Linked DNA regions of Ovis aries: region 1 is linked to region 2. Evidence: chromatin contacts called from public Hi-C data. All regions are on one chromosome and are shown on one strand. Each heading gives the region's core, a stretch centred on a gene start, on an enhancer-like site or on the middle of the called end of the contact. The rest is flanking DNA. Distances are from core to core; before and after follow the strand shown.

Evidence for each region. A called contact is a pair of places that touch in the nucleus more often than the background predicts.
Region 1: a contact with region 2 is called in a Hi-C map of tail adipose tissue, with 5 times the contacts expected there. The contact joins the promoter of CPLANE2 here to the promoter of CROCC in region 2. A contact is called at or near these places in 4 of 16 Hi-C or Micro-C datasets (hypothalamus, liver, muscle and 1 more).

What each region holds. Positions count from the first base shown.
Region 1 is chr2:249,562,217-249,564,916 of ARS-UI_Ramb_v3.0, forward strand. It overlaps CPLANE2 (ciliogenesis and planar polarity effector complex subunit 2), which reads left to right and starts at 1,278. Exons shown (of 5, transcript XM_060411542.1): 1 at 1,278-1,751. The coding sequence starts at 1,640.
Region 2 is chr2:249,341,898-249,344,597 of ARS-UI_Ramb_v3.0, forward strand. CROCC (ciliary rootlet coiled-coil, rootletin) reads right to left here and starts at 1,342. Exons shown (of 36, transcript XM_060411520.1): 1 at 1-1,342.

The DNA of each region.
Region 1 (2,700 bases), core at 28-2,527, 220 kb after region 2:
GCCGAATAAATAAGTAAATGATGAAACACACACACACACAAGACCCAGTGCGGCAGACCAGAGACGTCCTTCAGAGTCCAGCCACCCTGCATTCTGAGTCTAGTTTTCCCACTGACCACCTATGTGGTGTAACTTCAGATAATCCCATTGCCTCTGAGTTTCCTCACCTGTAAAATAAAAGAAGGGTAACAGTATTTCCTACACAAGTTCGTTTATGGAGTAACTAACCTCTCTAAAGCATCCACCGTCTGGCACTTAGTCGGCCTTCAGTGACGGTTAATCATAGCGCGAGTGCTCTTTGCGGCCCCAAGGAACGTGGTCCACCAGACTCCTCTGTGCACGGGATTTTCCAGGCAAGAACACTGGAGTGGGTTGCCGTTTCCTTCTCCGGGGATCTTCCTGACCCAGGGATTGAAACGGATTCTCTTGCATTGCAGGCAGGTGGAGTCTTTACTGCTAAGCCACCTGGGAAGGCTAATTCATAGACTTTACACACCAGTGATCTGCCCTCCTTGAAGGCATGCCAAGAAGGTACTGGTAAAAAGTGTAGTGGACAACTCTTCAGTAATGAGCTATTTTGCATACTGTCCAGCTAAGGGGCGGTGACAGGCCTGGTGCCCAGTGTGGGGTCCTGGGGAGGGGCTCACAGCCCATGAATGGAATGGAATGTCACCTCCAGGAGGGCAGGGACTTCTTGTGGCCATTGCATTCCCAGCAGCTAGAACAAACCGGGCATATAACAGGCGCTCAGTAATTATTTGCTGAATAAGTGGCATCAGTCAATCAATCAAGAAATGAGTGACTGGAAAGCCTCAGACTCATTGTCAAGGCCTTGAGCACTCTCGGCAGCTGTTTCCCCGTCGGCGTAGCCACAGGGGTTCAGTTCATGTCTAGTTCCTGCCGAGCAAGATCAATAATAATGATACTATTATTACAACAATAATAAGTAAACGTACTGAACACTGCTAAGGACTTGTCACTGTTGTAAAGAATCCTAGGAGGTAAAAGCATTTTACCTCCACTTTATAGAAGAGGACACTGAGGCGCAAAGAGGCAGAAGCGGGATTTGGTCAAATTTTGGAAGGAAGACCAGGGCTGGAACAGAGCAATGGAGAAGGCCAGACCCGGCCCGGGAGCTCGCGCGGCCGCAGAGACAGACAGACAGACCTGCGCGGCCCCGCGGCCCACCCCGCCCCGCGTCTCCATGACGACAGCCTCCGCGCATGCGCCTCGAGTCCCGGCCCTGGGCGGCGGGACGCGGGGCGGGCCTCCAAAGCGGGTTACACCGGGTCCCCTTGTGCGCTGGGGCCGCCGATGTGAGCGCTAGTGGCCCCCGGAGTTGAGATCGAGGAGGCGGAGAAGAAGCAAGGCCGCATGACCTCCCCGGAGGTGACAAGCGGCTCGGAGGCCGTGCGAACACCGCCTGGGGCGGCGATGGGGTGACCGTCCTGCGCGATCGGCGCGATGAGAGGGAGCCGGGGTATTGCAAGGGGGCTTGGAGGCCAGAAGCCTCAATCGGAACAGTAAGAAGCTGGGGCTCCGCGATCGGCCCATCCTCCGGGGGGCGGGGCGCTCCAGGGAGGAACGTGCAGGCGAAGGCCACAGACCCAGCTTCCCTCTCCGTCCCCCGTGCCCAGCCATGGCCAGGCCGGCCGCCCCGGGCTCGGTGATTGTCCCAGACTGGCACGAGAGCGCCCAGGGCAAGGAGTACCTGGCCTGCGTCCTGCGCAAGAGCCGCCGGCGGGTGTTTGGTGAGCGCCCCCTCCGCTGCCTGTCCCGGGTCGGTGGGGCTCACCTGGGGGAGGGGGCGGGGGAGGGGAGGGGGCGAGGGGACCCTCCCCTGCCTGTTCCGGGTCGGGGGGGGTCACCTGGGGGAGGGGCGGGGGGCATAGACAGGGCACTGAGGGACGGCTCCACTGCTCTCCCCATCCTCAGGAACCTTAGAAGCCCCATCCTGGGGCCCCCACCCCCAAATCTCCCTAGATCTAATTCCATCATCAGAGCCAGGAACATGGAAACAGACAAAACACTGCCAGGAGCCCCTGTCAGCAGAGAGGCTGTTGAGTGAGCCCTCAGCCCGCGCCAGGCCCTCTGCTGGCCACTGTGTACCCTAGACCCAATTCAACCTTCTCAATAGGACTGCAGACTTGTCCAAGCTCCCCTAGTGAGTAAACACAAGCCTCTTCCATATCCTGCTGTCTCCAGGATAAGATACCCCTGTTCCCCAGGAAGAGGCTAATTCATCCAGCTGACAGGCCCGCAGAGGGGCCTGGCGCGGACTGCACTAACCCTAACCCTAACTGAGTCCAGCTTTGGCCAGGAAACACAAACCGCCAGCACGCGTGAGACGGGAGAGTGCGAGGGCAGCCCACACTTTAAGGCTTCCAGGTCCTACACTATGATGTCTCATAGTTTATACTTTTTTTGTTGTTGCAAGTTTTAGATTAAAAACACTGAGGGCTGCCAGTGGTTAGAGCTCAGTGCTTTCACTGCTGTAGGCCCAGGTTCAATCCCTGGTGAGGGAACTAAGATCTTGCAAATTACACGGCTTGGCAAAAAGAAAGAAACACTAAATTCATTAAATTAATTAGCTAATTTAAAACATTCATAAAGTTCTGAGAGTATTGATTCTAAGGAGCTCATTTGTAATACTTAAGAATACTTTTGCTATTTCTCCATTGAGGAAAGAATTAGGAAAAA
Region 2 (2,700 bases), core at 92-2,591:
CAGGGTCTGTGCTCCCCACTTCTTGCCCGTCTCCCCAGTGGACCTGTCCAGGCCCATCTGCACCAGGTCTCCCTTAGGGCTGCCAGTGCCCACACCTCGCAGGCAGCCCACACTGGCGTCCTTCCACACTGCTGGCTGTTAACCTCTCATTTTCTCGTTCCATCCTCCATCCCCTTTGAATTTTTCTGTGAAGGGGAATTGTAGGCTACAGGTTCTAGGGTTATGTCAGCTTTACAGGTAAGGAGACCAAGACGTCGCAAAGGTGCAGTGGCTTGCCCGAGGGCACACAGCGTGAAGTCCAGTGGGTCTCACCCCATGTTCTTTCCTCTCCACCATGGCACTGCCTCCGGAGGTTTTGGGAGGGACAGCAAACACAGCTCCTCTGCTGGACCTTCTTACCCCGGGGCTCCCAGGAGCCCACTGCAGGGAAGCACACACTGGCATCAGCCCTCCCCCGCAGGCTGCACGCCCGCTGCCGTGCTGACCTGGGGCTCTGTTCAGCTCAGCCCGACCTGTGGGCATTTGAAAGCGTAGGGCTGCGAACTGGGTCACTGCCCCATAACCAGGTGGCACCCAGCCCTGCGCCCCAGGTCTGGCCACCAGAAGGGAGTTATGCCTGCTCCACTGTGGAGGGGTCTAAGTCTGCGGCTCCGGTAATGGAAACACGTGACTGGGACTTAGTACCCACATGCTGCTAGGGCCAAGTGCTTGCCAAACCCAGGTGCTAGGCTCGGTTGGACTCTGCACCCCATCGGCAAACCACATTAAGCAGGAGGCTTAGAGGACGTGTGTTCTGGTTAACTGGACCTGCTGGATACCTTATGCTTTACTGACAGGGTCTTATAATGCCTGACTTTTTAAAAGACCCTTTTTAAGCCTTACTTATGGCTGTGCTGGCTCTATGCTTCTGTGCCCGCTCTCTCCGGCCGCTAGGGGCGGTAGCGTCTTTGTTCTGGTGCGCAGGCCTCCCACTGCAGCGGCTTCTGCTGTGGAGCACGGGCCTTGTTGCCCCGCAGCATGTGGACTCCTCCCGGACCAGACACCCAACCCGTGCCCTGCAGTGGCAGCATGGGCCTCACCGCTGGACTGCTGGGGCAGTTCCTGAGGCACATTTTACATTAAGGGCACAGACCAGTGCCTTGCAGACGTAAGCAATAGCTGTTGTCACAGAAAGGGAAAGTGAGGCCCCAAGGGGCAGGTTAAGTGACCTACCAAGGCCATCCTGCCCTCAAGTGTGTCCAGAGCCTTCTTTTCCTCTGACTCCCATTCGATGCCCTTCAGTCGCCTTTTGTATTAGTTATCTGTTGCTGCCTAATGACACCTCCGCAAACGTGGCAGCTTCAGACACATTTACTCACTGGGTTTCAGGCTTCGGGGGTCTGGGCACAGCTTGGCTGGGTCTCTGCAAGGCTGCTAAGGCTGGGGCTCATCTGAGGATCCACCGGGGAAGGGTCTGCTCCCCGGCTCAGGTGACTCTGGCAGCATCCAGGTCCTTGTAGACCGCTGACCTGAGCGCTTCAGCTTCTTGTTGGCTGTCGGAGAGGCTGATTTTCCCACCTCGACGCTGTGGCCCTGGGACTAGGGCAAGTCACGCGACGTGGCAGTCGGCTTCTTTAAAGCCAGTGAGACACAAGTTGCGATGTTATAGAATCATGAAGATATCTTGTAGTCTCAAAACCCTCAAACCCAATACCTACCTCCTATCCCCAACCCCAGCGTTTGGAAGCTCCAGGCAGGGATCTAAGTGAGGCAATGCATGGCTCAGCACTGGGGGCTGTCCTGGGGACCCCGGTCCCACAGCTGGGACTTGAGCTGCTGATGCACCAGACTGTCCCCTGCCCTACAGACCCCTCCAGGCGCTTTCCAGGTTGTTTTTCTGACTGCGGTTTCTTCAGCAGCACCATTGGGAGTAACAGTTCTGGACGCAGCACCTGAGTCACAGGATGGGCACCTGCTGGTGGCTTAGATGCCTCGTCCAAGTGACACCTGGCTTAAGGAGACCGTGGCACACATTTTTACCATGAAGACAGTCTAGATCAAAGCCCACGTCTGTCTCCAAGACCCAAGGGCTCACCTTCAACGGCACATGGTTCCTGTCAAGGGCCTCCTCTAACGCTAAGCTGCTTCTTTCCTAGCCTCACAGCAGCAGCAGCAGCAGCAGCAAGGCACTTAGAGAAGACGGGGAGTAACAGCAGACAAAAAAGTTGACTCCTCCTGAGAATCCCTCGATGCAATTTCCTTTTCCTTACTTAAAGGGCAAGAGGGCGCTCAGTTCCAGTTTTCTTTGTCCTTTGCTGTTGTCCAGTTGCTCAGTTGTGTCAGCCTCTCTGTGACCCATGGACGGCAGCACACCTGGCTTCCCTGTCCTCCACCATCTCCTGGAGTTCACTCAAACTCACGTTCACCATCCAACTAACTTCTCCTCTGTCATCCCTCACGCTGCTTACCAGTCAGAGGGGCCGTTTCTATAGGCAACGGTGGACGCACATCTGTTACAGAGCCCACAGGCATGTAAACGCCACGGCCTTCATCTTGCTTTTAGGTCTCTGCCTGGACACCCTTACTGTTTAGGGGCCTGCTTCCTTGCGGAGGTCTGGGCAGGAGGCAGGGCTTGCCCCCACCCTAGAGGGCAAGAAGCCCGGAGCGTCCCAGAAGGGCAGAAAGGCTGGCCTCTGTAAGCAGAGACATCACTGGCTGCCT